Linked DNA regions of Sus scrofa: regions 1 and 3 are each linked to region 2. Evidence: chromatin contacts called from public Hi-C data. All regions are on one chromosome and are shown on one strand. Each heading gives the region's core, a stretch centred on a gene start, on an enhancer-like site or on the middle of the called end of the contact. The rest is flanking DNA. Distances are from core to core; before and after follow the strand shown.

Region 1 (4,235 bases), core at 191-2,690, 210 kb after region 2:
TTGAGATGAGGATCTATTTTTATTTTTCATACTTGTGCTTCCTGATTGGCAAGACCTCCGTGTGTCATATAGTCTGGAAAGTTTGTAGTTCTTTTCTTTTTTCTTTCTTTCTTTCTTTTTCTTTTTTTGTGTCTTTTTAGGCCGCACCCAAGGCATATGGAGGTTCCCAGGCCAGGAGTTGAATTGGAGCTGCAGCTGCCAGCCTACACCAACAGTTCAAGGCAACGCCAGATCCTAAACCTACTGAATGAGGCCAGGGATTGAACCTGTGTCCTCATGGATACTAGTTGGATTTGTTTCTGCTGAGCCACAGTGGGAACTCCTAAAAAGTTCATAGTTCTTATCTTTTCCTGGGTGCCGCCTCATTTTTCTCTCTATGGATCTGTAGTTACATGTATTAAGACCCTTTATTCTTTCCACTAAGCCTCTTACTCTCATTCTATTTTTCCGCTTTTTTTGGCTGCCCCATAGTATATGGAGTTTCCGGGTCAGGGCTCACATCTGAGCTGCAGTTGTGACCTATGCCACAGCTGTGGCGATGCTGGATCCCTAAACCACTGTGCTGGGCTGAGGATCAAACCTGCATCCTCAGTGCTCCAGAGATGCTGCCAATCCCATTGTGCCACAGTGAGAATTCCCATTTTTCCTTTTTTTAATTTATACTTTTGCAAAATTTATCTAATCTATTTTCAATTCATTTATTGGCTCTTTAGCCATGTTCAACCTGCTGTCTAAAACTTATCCACTGAGTTTTAATTTCATTGGCCAAATTTTTAGCTTTTAGAGAAATGATTTCATATTATTACAAATCTGCTTGTTCATTTTCTAGTGTCTTATCCTTATGTTTTCAACTTCTATTTGTGGCCCCTGTACATTAAAAATTTTTTTTTCTTATGTACTCAGCTACATATTAAGCAAAACATTTTTTTTGTATAAAATACTAGTATTTTATAGCAAGAGGGTTTTCTGCTTATCTGAGTTGCAACAGTGAAAAAAAAAATATCCCATTGGTTTTTTTCAAACTTATTTTCTCCAGAAAAATTCTGCTTTGCTGATAGGGACAAATGTTATGTGTAGTTCAAACACTTCCATTTTTCTAAGTATGTGAGTGTGCTGGGTTGCCTAGGGTATGGAGTGTTGTTACTTCAAATTAACCTGTGGGCTCTTCAAGTTCAGAAACTGTGAAATATGCTTTTCTTGTATCTTCACAGTCTCCTGCATAGTACTTGTCCACAAAATCGATGCCCAATAGTTGGCCATTTATTTAACTTTTGTTTTGGAGCCAGGCACAGTGCTAACATGAGATGTACACATATTTTTAAAGAGTGTCATGGAAATCTCTGAGTTCTTCACCGAGGAATGGGCTGTAGCTAGGTGTGGCTGTGCTGCCTGATTGGCTTGGGAAACTCAACTCCATCAGTGATCTGGTTCCTCTTAGAACTGGCCACTAGATGGCGTGAGTGAGCCATAGCACAGTCATGTCCTGCTTTAACCTTCAGGACAGCCGGAAGACTTTTACTTCAAAAACACTGAACACCTATACTGTGCCAAATACGGTGCCAAAGTTCCCCTGCCCTCAGGGGCCTCATAAATGGCCAGCTGCCACTCGTATATAGACAGTGTTTCTCTAAGGCAGAATGGTATGTGCACAGTGATTCAACTTCCTAGACCCTAGGAGTCCCAATAAGGAGGAAACTCTGACCTCCTCTGCTGGTCAGTCTGTGAGATGGAGCCCTCCTGGTCCGTGTCACCCCCTCCCAGTCTCACCCAACCTCTTCTTACAGGTGTTTCATGTGTATACATTGTATCATTCCCATCAAGTTTTCCTCCTAGGCCTAGTTTTGCAGTTGACTTGTTGTGAGACCCCGGATTAACTGTCTCTAAGCCTCAGTTTCATTTAGGGATCATAATATTGGTCCTTACCACCTCCCAGAACTGTGTCATATTTAAGTGAGGTGTTAATGGTTAAATGCTTTGAAAATTCCTAAGTGTTACAGACTTAGGAGGCATTAAAAGAATTGCTCATGTAAATTTTTCTGAAATTCCTTCAGGGAAGTTTAGGCCCATTTGGACTTTTGTGTGTGTGTGTGTGTGTGTGTGTGTGTGTGTGTCTTTTTAGGGCTGTACCCATGGTATGTGGAAGTTCCCAGGCTAAAGGTCCAGTTGGAGCTGTAACTGCCAGCCTATGCCACAGCCACAGGCAGAGAAATGCTGGATCTCAGCCACGTCTGCAACCTATACCATAACTCATGGCGACACCAGAACCTTAACCCACTGAGCAGGGCCAGGGATTGAACCCGTATCCTCATGGATACTAGTTGGGTTTGTTACTGCTGAACCAGGATGGAAATGCTCCCACTTGGACATTCGTTGAATGGATTAGAATGTAAGCTCTTCTGGGAGAGAAGATCCACTGCTGGTTGACATGTACCAGGCTGGTTCAGAGCCGAGGGTACGGCAGTGTCAGGGACCTGCTCTGCTGTTTCCTGGGCCTGATGCAGCCTGGCATCTGAGAAGGGGGGCCTCCTGTAGCAGGAGTCCCTGTCTTAAGCTGTGTGGGAAGGATATGCTCAGGCTTGGGAAAAGGGTGCTTTTCCTTCTCTGGGCAGGGGTCTTTAGGCAGGGCGGAGATGGAGTGTGTCGGTGGAGTTGGGCTGTAAGAGTGGAGTGTGACACTGTCCTAACCCTGGAACAAGCTCCCAAGGGAAAAAAACGCTGTCCCTTTTCAGGACCAAGGTGATAAAGGAACCTATGGCCAGTGGGGGTTTTCCCATCCCCACTCGCTGTTGAGGGAAGGGGACCAACTCCTCTGGCAGATGGGAGACTCCAGGTTGGTGGGAAGAGGGGAAGGGAGGACAGCCTGGAGACAGGTCCCCATGCTTGTCTTCTGCCACATGGAGGAACACCCTTGTGGGACTTTTTGGGTTTCTTTGCCACCAGAATCTATTTTAAAGACAATATGTTGAAGGGAAGTTCCTGTCATGGCTCAGCGGAAATGAATCCAACCAGGAACCTTGAGGTTGCAGGTTGGATCTCTGTCCTTGCTCAGTGGGTTAAAGATCCAGCATTGCCATGAGCTGTGGTGTAGGTCACAGACGTGGCTCGGATCCTGAGTTGCTGTGGCTCTGGTGTAGGCTGGCAGCAACAGCTCCCATTTGACCCCTAGCCTGGGAACATCCATATGCCAAGGGCACGGACCTATAAAGACAAAAAAAAAAAAAAAAAAAAAGACAATATATTGAAGTTCCTGTTGTGGTTCAGTGGGTTAAGAACCCAACAAAACATCCACGAAGAAGCAAGTTCGATCTCTGGCCTCACTCAGTGGGTTAAGAATCTGGCATTGCTGCAAGCTGTGGTGTAGATCACAGATGTGGCTCAGATATGGCACTGTTGTGGCTGTGGTGTAGGCTGGCAGCTGCAGCTCTGATTTGACCCCTAGCGCAGGGAACTTACATATGCTGCAGGTGTGGCTGTTAAAAAAAAAGTTAATCAACTTGATTACAATCAGTGTTTTAAAAACATCAGTTAAAGTGAGATTTCCATGCAGACATTTTGGTATGAGAGTGAATGAGTGTGTGTGTGTGTGTGTGTGTGTGTGCACGCACACTCGTGGTGGTGGTGGTGGTGGTGGGGCATGACTTTCTGTATCACACCATCTCCTAAGTGCTCCTTTCATTCTCCTGTCTGCTATGCTTCAAAATTCCACCAGGGGGCGTAAGCAAAATTTCTCCTAATCATTTCATTCATCAGCCATGTATCTAGCTTCTGCTGTATGTCACTGAATACGTTATTTTTGTTTTAAATCTCACTTTCCTTCAGTGAGGTGGATTATATTACCCCACTTTCCATAAAGGGAACTGAAGTTTAGAAGAGGTTAAGTGACACCAAGTCAGCAATGCATTGAGATGCTGGAATTGGAAGCTGTGTTTTTGTGATTGCAGAGCTTCTCCTCTCTACCTTATACCCTGCTGCCTCCGCTGTGTCCTGCTGTTCAAAGACCGAGTTCTGGCCTCCCACCCTACCCCACCTGGAGAGCTTTACCAGTGCTCCCCCTGCTCTCAGCTAAACTACTACCGGTGGGGGGAGGAGGGTCCCTGCTCACCCGACCAGGAAATAGTTACCCTGGCCCCTTGGCCTGGGCTTGGTGTTCCCAGTAACATCCCTATTTGGCATGGATGGATCATCTCTGCATTTTTTTCTTTTCTTTTTCTTTTTAGGGCTTCACCCGCGGCATA
Region 2 (3,913 bases), core at 961-3,460:
CTTACATTAACTTCCTTTCAAATATTTTGCAACACTGCTTAGCAATGTTTGGGAATCTGAAAGGGTTTGCAAAAGCAAAACTATACTCAGTCTCCTGGGTCATGAACTTTGATTTTTTTTCTTTTTTTGGTATTTTTAGGGCCTCACCCTCAGCATATGGAAGTTCCCAAGCTAGGGGTCAAATCAGAGCTGTAGTTGCCAGCCTAGGCCACAGCCACATCTGCCACCAACACCACAGCTCACAGCAACACTGGATCCTTAACCCACTGAGAGAGGCCAGGAATTGAACTGGAGTCCTTTTGGATACTAGTCGGGTTTGTTACCACTGAGCCACGATGGGAACTCCAAACTCTGATTTTAAATCACTGGTTTATGTTCTATACAAGTGATATAATACTACTGACACTTGACAAATATGGTTAATAAACAGAATATCAAGAAAAGATATTCCTAATAGAAGAAAACTCTCTCAAATACAGGGGAAAAAAGGTCTCTTCTTATTTCAATTGTATTCCCTATCCCGATTCGGGGCAAAATATGAAATGATCAGTTTTTCTAGACCCAAATCCCAAGGGTTGTGACTGACTCTACCAAAACGAATTCCCTAAGACGTCAAGTCAGCAGTTTCTTTTCCCCTCCCACAAGAAAACCTAGAACTCTGCTTTTTCCCAGAGATCTGACAAACCTGCAATTTGTTACAAATTTGAATAGCCAATTGGTAACGGCAGTGGCTAAAGATCTCACACAACTGTAGGGGATTAATATAAAGAGCAATTGTTCTTTCTTTTGCATCAACATGGAGGTGGGGGTCAAGAGGCTGTTTCCTCCTACCTAAAGGAGACCCTGATGATGTCTGCGACCCCTTCCTGCTGGCAAGTCAGCGCTCTGCGCTTCAGTGTAATTGGTCAAACCTAAATTCCCCAGGCCTTTGAAATCCAGTTTTAAATCTCTCTGGCTACATGCCATTCCGGTTTGCGCAAACATTTACATTTCTCTCCCCATAAATATTCCATAAAACCCAGCAAAACAAACACAAAACAAAACCTCTCATTTGCTTTGTGATCTGAGGCCTGGCACAGTGCTTGGCACACATTAATCACTGGATAGAAGCAAGATTTCGTCCCCTCTTCTCAGTTCCGATTTATGTTCAGAAACGTTTTAACACTAGGAGATGGCAACAAAGTCCTCAGTCTTGCTCATTAGAATCATTTGTGCGAGCACCTCCATTTTGGCACGTGTTTCTTTTCACCCCCGTCCTTCTAGAACTCCTCTACTAAGGGCACCGCGGAAGACAGAACTGCAGTCCCAGCTTTAAAGGGTAATAATTAACAAAGACACCACCTCACGCACCTTTGTGGGCTCTCTGTTCAGGCCGTTGTAAAATTACCCATGACCCCGCCGCGCAACTCACCAGCTTTTCCAGTTTCCTAGACTCCCTTCCTGTCCGGGTGCAGATGCACTCGTGTTTGCACAGCAGCGTTAGCTGCAGGCACACACATACAACTTTATACTCTACACCGTCAAGTGTCTGTGGTCAATAAACGTTTGCTGAACGCACCGAATGAAGGTTCAGGGCCTAGAACAGGCGCACCCCTCAGGCGGGGGAGCGTCAACCCCCGCCCGACCCTGCCCCTAACCCAGCCCGCATGGCGTCTGCAGCCTGGCCACCCAGGCCCTGGCAGCCTGATCTCCGTCCAGTTACCGGTTGCCGGCTCGAACGCCTTCTCGGTGCCGGAGGCGTCCACCGGATCCACGCGGGCCCCGCCGCGGTAATTAAGTGGCTGTGACACGATGAAGGTGCCAGTGCTCATCGCAGCGACCGGAGCAGGCCGGAGAGTGCGGAGAAGCGGAGAGAGAACGGCTAGGCCAGCTCGGAGAAACACGCGAGGGAGGCGTGGGCACCAGTTAAGGGGCCGAGGGGAGGGGCAGGGCTTTGGGGGCGGGACCGAGAGACGGAAGGGGCTAGGGGCGGGGCCGTGGGAGGGGCAGGCCGCTCGAGGGCAGAGCTCGCGGAGGGGGCTGAGGGGCGTGGCAGGGCTAGGACTAGAGTTACCCGGTCTCCTGGCAAGAGCCCGACCTTCCAGGGCGGAGTTTGGGAGGCTTTTGGGGACCTTCATTTGGGGCTCCTCCGTGGTGCAGGTCCGGTCCTCGCACAGCCGAAAGGATGCGTGACAACCAGAGCCTTACGCTCACTGACACATGCACAGACGCACGCGCGCTTTCTCTCCCTCGCTCACTTTCACTTTCTTCTTCCAGATCAGTATTTGGAACCAGAGTTTTCTGGTACATCACTGCATGTACTCATCCTTAAGATCCTACTCCTGATCCTTTCGACTAAAGAAAATGAAGAATTGGCGTGCTAGGAATTTTACTTTGGTTACTTCACTCTTAAGCCGCCATTTCTTTATATACATAATAGGACTTTTTAAAAGTTATTGTGAAAATGCAAACGAAGCATTCATTCAGGTTCCCTGCCTGGAATGTACATGATGTTCAGTAAATGATCTGAGCACTTATTATTTGCTAAGCATCGCTCTAAGGCTCCTTATGAATGTATTAAAATTACTTAATATTGTCTCTTTTTTTGTTGTTTTGTCTTTTGCCTTTTTGAGGGCAGCACCCACGGCATATGGAAGTTCCCAGGCTAGGGGTCTAAACGGAGCTGTTGCTGCTGGCCTACGCCAGAGCCACAGCAACATCTGATCCCAGCCGCACCTGCAAACCACACCACAGCTCACGGCAACACCGGATCCTTAACCCACTGAGCGAGGCCAGGGATGAACCCACAACCTTAAGGTTCCTAGTCAGATTCATTTAGGCTGAGCCTGTATGGGAACTCCTAAGTCTTTTTTTTTAAAAAGTTATGGTAAAGACCAAGGGAAGGACTGTCAAAGAAACATACAATATTGTCGTGTGAAACTGCTTTTTAAATTCTAAAAGAGCTGTGTGAATGCTATCGATGACAAATAGCACAAACAAAAACATAATAGTTTATAAAAACCAAAGGCCTCATGAGAAGGTATGAGGAAAAAAGACACTCTGTACAGCCACTTGGAGGGACTCGCAAGATCGTGTCAGCTAAGGGAGCTTACACAAAAGCAATCCTGTTCTTTCTTCAGACTGCACTCCCATGCATATGCTGCAAAGACTTCATGAACAGAAATTAATTGGCCATTTTTACATTCCATGATTTCCTGCAGGCATGTTTCTCTCCTAGGGGCTGCAGTCTTTCTCAATGTTCTTTTCTTTTCCTTTTATTTCCAACATGATATTAGGGAGGGTGATTTTCAGGTTTAAAATAGAAATAAATGACACTGGTCAGCTTTTCCAGAACCCTATGCCAATTTGTTAACCCTCTCAATGCTATGAGATTTGTAGGCCTTTGTCCTGTTGGGGAGATGGCTCAGATCTTCAGTGTCAGAAAATGAGACACGTGAACACGGGGAGATCTAGACAAGGTTCTCTACTTCTGCAGAAGGGTGCGGGTACTCAAAAAGCAGGGGCAAAGAGGAAAAGACCCTCCCTATTTATCCCTATCACAGGTGATGTATCTGTCCCCTTCCCATTGGTCAGGTCAGGGTGCACATTCTTCTCCATTGGCTAACCTGAAACAATTGTTCCTGGGAGAGGAGGGAAAGAGGAGGGGGGTGTCCCAGGAAGGCGTTTCAGCCAAAACCCCCAGCAAAATGGAGTAACCAAGATTTCCTTTGATAGAAAAGACATTATGTTACTTTCTACAGTCCTCAAATGGAAAGAGCATTATTCAAATTTAAAACAACCTGGGACCAAACTCAGCTACTACCTTTGTTATTGTTAGAGGTTAGAAGCAGACTTGAAACATATCATGAGTTGGTGAGGAGCAAAGTAGATTTCCAGGATCACTGGAGCAAGGATGGTCACTTGTGTGTACAGA
Region 3 (4,425 bases), core at 1,803-4,302, 180 kb after region 2:
GTGATGATTGGAGGTGATGCAGGTAAAATGCCTGGTGGTGGCCTCAGTGTGTAAATGACACCTGCTTCACCCAAGGTGGTGGAGGATGTTCTCTCTTCCTTAACAGAACTTGTCAGGACTTGTCAGAACCTCTGAGCAGTCACGTCCTCGGAAGCTGGTGATGACCTGGGCTGATGCCATCATTGGTCCAGCAGCTGGTACTAGATCCCCAGGGGGTAGAATTATCCTTGAGGGAGGAGGGAGAACACAGGAAATCAGAACCACATTCTGGGTAGTGGCGACATCCTTGGAAAGCAAATGAGTCTTGGACTCTGATTGAAACAGATCATCATAGGGTAGATTAAACAGAAAATTCTCCTTCCCTTTCTTGTACTGGGATCCTTGTGTAGGGTGAGGGAGACGTGAGGTGATGGTGGCCCTCTTGGGGGGTTTCCTAGGTCAGTTCTGCACCCCACCTTCCCCACTGTTCCCCTCACCCCCCCACCCCACCCCCGCCACCCTGGGGCAGGATGTGTCACCCACTGCTGAGTCACTCGCCTAGTGGACCTGTGGGACTTTTCCATGTGCTGTTTCTACAAATTCATTTTCTGTCCACGTGGGACAAAAAACATGCCTGGCATGTGCTTTGTGGGGTAGGAGGGGGCATGGCACAGGAGAGGGAGGGAGGGCTGGTCAGGATCTGTGGGCCATAGAGCATTCCTGGAGACTTGAGTGGGTGCCATGGTTTGACTGTGTGTCATGCCTGCCTGGGCATGTGACCCTCACATTCCAAATTGACCCTCCTGTTGGAGGGAGGTCTGTATCGAGTCTCATAGCCTTGGAATAACCTTGGAAAGACTCACCTCCTTCTCTAGGGAACTGATTTCCTTCCAGCAGAGCTTGCCTTTGCCTTCCCTTTGTGTGGATTTAACCCACCCTTGAACTCAGGGACAGAGAAGATCTGAAACGGGGGCCCTGGGACTGCTGACCCCTGGCCTCTTGCCCACCATGGCTCTCTGTGCCTGGTTCATGTGGAATTAGGGCTGCAGTGGGATCCTGACATAGTCAGTCCGCTCTTGTACTAGAGTAACACATCTCCTCAAGTAACTTTATTTTTTATTTTATTTTATTTTTTTCACTTTTTGGGGCTGTAAAAAGCATATGGAAGTTCCCAGGCTAGAGGTCGAATCAGAGATGCAGCTGCCAGCCACAGCAACAAGGGATCCGAGCCGCATCTGTGACCTATACCGCAGTTCATGGCAGTACCAGATCCTTAACCCACTGAGCCGGACCAGGAATCGAACCTGTGTCCTCATGGATACTAGTTGGGTTCATTACTGCTGAGCCACAACAGGAACTCCTCCTCAAGTAATTTTTTTTTTTTCTTTTTTTTTGCTATTTTAGGGCTGTACTTGCGACATATGGAGGTTCCTAGGCTAGGGACCGATTTGGAGCTATAGCCACTGGCCTACGCCATAGCCACAGCAATGCAGAATCTGAGCCAAATCTGAGACCTACACCACAGCTCACGGCAGTGCCGGATCCTTAACCCACTGAGCGAGGTAAGGGATCGAACCTGCATCCTCATGGTTCCTAGTCCAGTTCGTTAACCACTGAACCACGAAGGGAACTCCCTCCTCAAGTAACTTTTAAAGTGAATTGCCAACCGCTGAGGAATTGCATTTATTCTGGGTCCTCCTACATTTGGTTCTTGGCTTTGGCTGCCAGAAGCAGCACTAGCTGTTTTGTTGGAAGGGCTGAGTGGCAGCCGGGCAGGGAAGGGTAGACCTGAAGGCCCCTGACCTTTACCCCCACAAGGCCCTCTGAGAGCGCCTGTCCTGGCCCAGCCAGGGGTCAGGGTGATGATGAGGGAGCCGATTTTGCGTCCCTGGAGTTTCCGGTTTGTGCCAAGACCTTGTTCTGACTCAGCCGTTGGCTGGCCCTGTTTCCTGACTCTGAGCAGGAGGATATTTCAGTGCAGTGAACTGGCTGGCCCCGAGTTGTCCTTGGCTCAGGGAGGGGTCCTGATCTGTTTAAGGTGATATCTTGCTGGAAGGCTCTTGGGAGCCGAGGCGGGCAATGTCTTCTGGTTTTGCGTGTTCCTAATTTCTGGGCAACATTCTGACTCACTTTCCGGCTCCTTTTCCAGGGTAGAAGCTGCAGGATGCCTCCTCCCTGTCGTCCCTGTTTGTCCCTCCCCACCCTGCCCCACCCCTACCTTCCCAGCTGCCCTGTCAGACTCTTCCCCTCCCCCCACTACCTAGGTCCAGCCTGCTCACCTGAGTTCACAGTTCCTGTCCTCCTTTCTAATGGTCTGTTCTAAAAAATCGGCTTTATTGAACACACCCTGTGCCAGCCACAGTGCTGAAGAGTTTTGTGTAAATCTCTGTCTTCCTGAGTGGCAGCTTTGTGAGAAACTTGCTCTTATGGTCTCTGCTTTACAGTTAAGGAAAATGAGATTGAAAGAGGTTAAGTAAATTGTCTTAGGCCACAGAGGTAGTAGGTAATGGGGTCAGGATTCAAATCGGGTCCTTTTTACCCCGGTCACTCTAGATGGTGGGGCCAGAAGGGGCTTTGGGTTTCAGAGCAGACGCAGGTGTGACTTACCTGCTCTACCTGCTTTCTCCCTGGCCTGTTCCCCGCTTCTGTGATGTGACATGTGACAGGTGACTTGGATCTGCAAGGCACAGGAGAGCTGCAGGCCTGGGCTGAGGGTAGTGGCAGAGCTGTGCAAAAGATGTGTGTGTGTGTGTGTGTGTGTGTGTGTGTGTGTGTGTGTCCCCTGGGGGAAGGGCGGAGGGTCCCATGATCCTGAAGCTGCCAGCAGGTGTGTGAGATATGTGAAACGAACCTGGCACCAGGCTTTTTTTGCAGGGCTTTTGAGTCAAAGCTGCCTGCGCGCACAGGCGCTTGTTTGCTTTTTCCCCAGCTCTGATACCCTTTTGGTCTGGCTTCCTTTTTTCTTTGGACTTTATCTGGAAATGTGTGAAGAGCTGGAGGCTACATGGACTGTGTGTTTTGGCGAGCTGAGCTTGTTGGCCCGCGTGCCCACGCTCCGAGGCTTGTTGGGTTGAGCCACGTGGCAGCTCTCAGGGCTCCTCCTTGGCCGAGCATCCCTGGCAGACAGCGGCGGCCGCAGCAGCAGGGCCCCGTGTCCAAATGCCCGAGAAGACCATTTCCTGGCTGGCCTGTGTGCACAGCCGGCAGGGTTTGAGGCAAATCCTGACGAATTAGGGACCAACCACTTTATTGCCAGGGCTCACGGGGGAAAAACTCCCTATGAATTGAGGAGCTGGTTGAGAAGTCTGGCGGCGGCGGCATTGTATTAGCCAGCTCTCTCTCGGCAGCGGGGTCTTCCTGACAGTTTTCCAACCATCTGCTCTTACAGGCTTCACGCTGGCTTGGATCCTAACCGCAGACTCTTCCTCTTTCCTGCCCCTGCCCACGTGCATGCGTTCCTCTGTGCGTGCCTGTATGCAAACACAGGGCTATTTAGACGTGGCTTTCCAGAAATCACTCATAAGTATTCCCTATGTTTGTTTACAGCAAATTGCATCCCACACGGAAACTTTTACCTGAGAAATGATACACAGGAGCAGAGGGGCCATCATAAGTGATTGTAGATGGATTTGATACCCTCTGGGAGTGGGAGGGAAAGATTTAACAGCCAAGAGTGAAAAACATTTGTAGGGAGGAGCTGTTTTGATTGGAGAAGTCAAACTCACTGCTGAGTTTGGGGGAAACTCAGTCCCAGGAAAGTTAGTAAACAGTGGCCAAATCAGGACTCCAGATCCTTTTCCATTTTTGACAAAAGGTCCTATTAAAAGCAGTGCTTGATGGGAGTTCCCACTGTGGTGCTGTGGGTTAAGGATCTGGCATTGTCTTTGTAGCGGCCGCAGTTTTGATTCCTGGCCCAGCACAGTGAGTTAAGGATCTGGTGTTGGAGTTCCTATTGTGGTGCAGTGGAAACGAATCCAGCTAGTATCCCTGAGAATGTGGGTTTGATCCCTGGCCTCGCTCGGTGGGTCCAGGACCCAGCACTGCTGTGAGCTATGGTATAGGTCGTGGCTGCAGCTTGGATTTGATCTCTGGCCCCAGGAACTTCTTTATGCCGCAGATGTGGGTCCCCCCCTCCCCCAAGCAGTGTTTGATGTAAGTCCCTGAAGAACACCCCCCAGGAGGAAGACTGTAGAGGAGGGTGAGTTTGGGTCCATCTGGGCTCCTTCACAGCTCTGGCCCAGTGTCTGTCTTATACCATGGTTTTCTCATCTTTCCCTGAGTGGTGTTCTCTTTGCAAACCTCTGTGCTTGAGGTGGACAGGAATGATGGACCACAGCCGGATCCCTCTGTCTACCTTCCAGCCCCCATAGGGGCTTGAATGTGGGTGGGAGCCTGGCAGGAAAAGGTGGCACATCAGCAGAAAGTCTCTGGCTTGAACACAGCTAA

Evidence for each region. Hi-C and Micro-C count contacts between places; a contact is called where the count stands out from the background.
Region 1: a Hi-C map of embryonic fibroblasts shows a contact between it and region 2, with 3 times the contacts expected there. The contact joins the enhancer-like site here to the promoter of ALDH9A1 in region 2. A contact is called at or near these places in 3 of 5 promoter capture datasets (fetal liver, fetal skeletal muscle and liver), 28 of 47 Hi-C or Micro-C datasets (adipose tissue, alveolar macrophages, blood and 15 more) and 2 of 2 datasets of contacts at active chromatin or transcription factors (alveolar macrophages and skeletal muscle).
Region 3: a Hi-C map of retroperitoneal adipose tissue shows a contact between it and region 2, with 1.9 times the contacts expected there. The contact joins the enhancer-like site here to the promoter of ALDH9A1 in region 2. A contact is called at or near these places in 5 of 5 promoter capture datasets (fetal liver, fetal skeletal muscle, liver and 1 more), 29 of 47 Hi-C or Micro-C datasets (adipose tissue, alveolar macrophages, blood and 16 more) and 2 of 2 datasets of contacts at active chromatin or transcription factors (alveolar macrophages and skeletal muscle).

The regions. Positions count from the first base shown.
Region 1 is chr4:84,821,911-84,826,145 of Sscrofa11.1, reverse strand. No RefSeq gene overlaps it. Among named protein-coding and RNA genes, the nearest start is that of UCK2, 95 kb to the left of the region's middle. Within about 2 kb of position 1,440, at least 5 of the 83 cell types and tissues checked have an H3K27ac peak or open chromatin away from gene starts, as enhancers often do. A contact at or near this core is called in embryonic fibroblasts, where this site is marked.
Region 2 is chr4:85,028,211-85,032,123 of Sscrofa11.1, reverse strand. It overlaps ALDH9A1 (4-trimethylaminobutyraldehyde dehydrogenase), which reads right to left and starts at 2,210. Exons shown (of 11, transcript XM_021089487.1): 1 at 2,054-2,210. The coding sequence starts at 2,117.
Region 3 is chr4:84,847,053-84,851,477 of Sscrofa11.1, reverse strand. The region is part of intron 4 of UCK2 (uridine-cytidine kinase 2); the gene reads left to right. Among named protein-coding and RNA genes, the nearest start is that of UCK2, 70 kb to the left of the region's middle. Within about 2 kb of position 3,052, at least 26 of the 83 cell types and tissues checked have an H3K27ac peak or open chromatin away from gene starts, as enhancers often do. A contact at or near this core is called in adipose tissue, mesenteric adipose tissue, omental adipose tissue and 3 more, where this site is marked.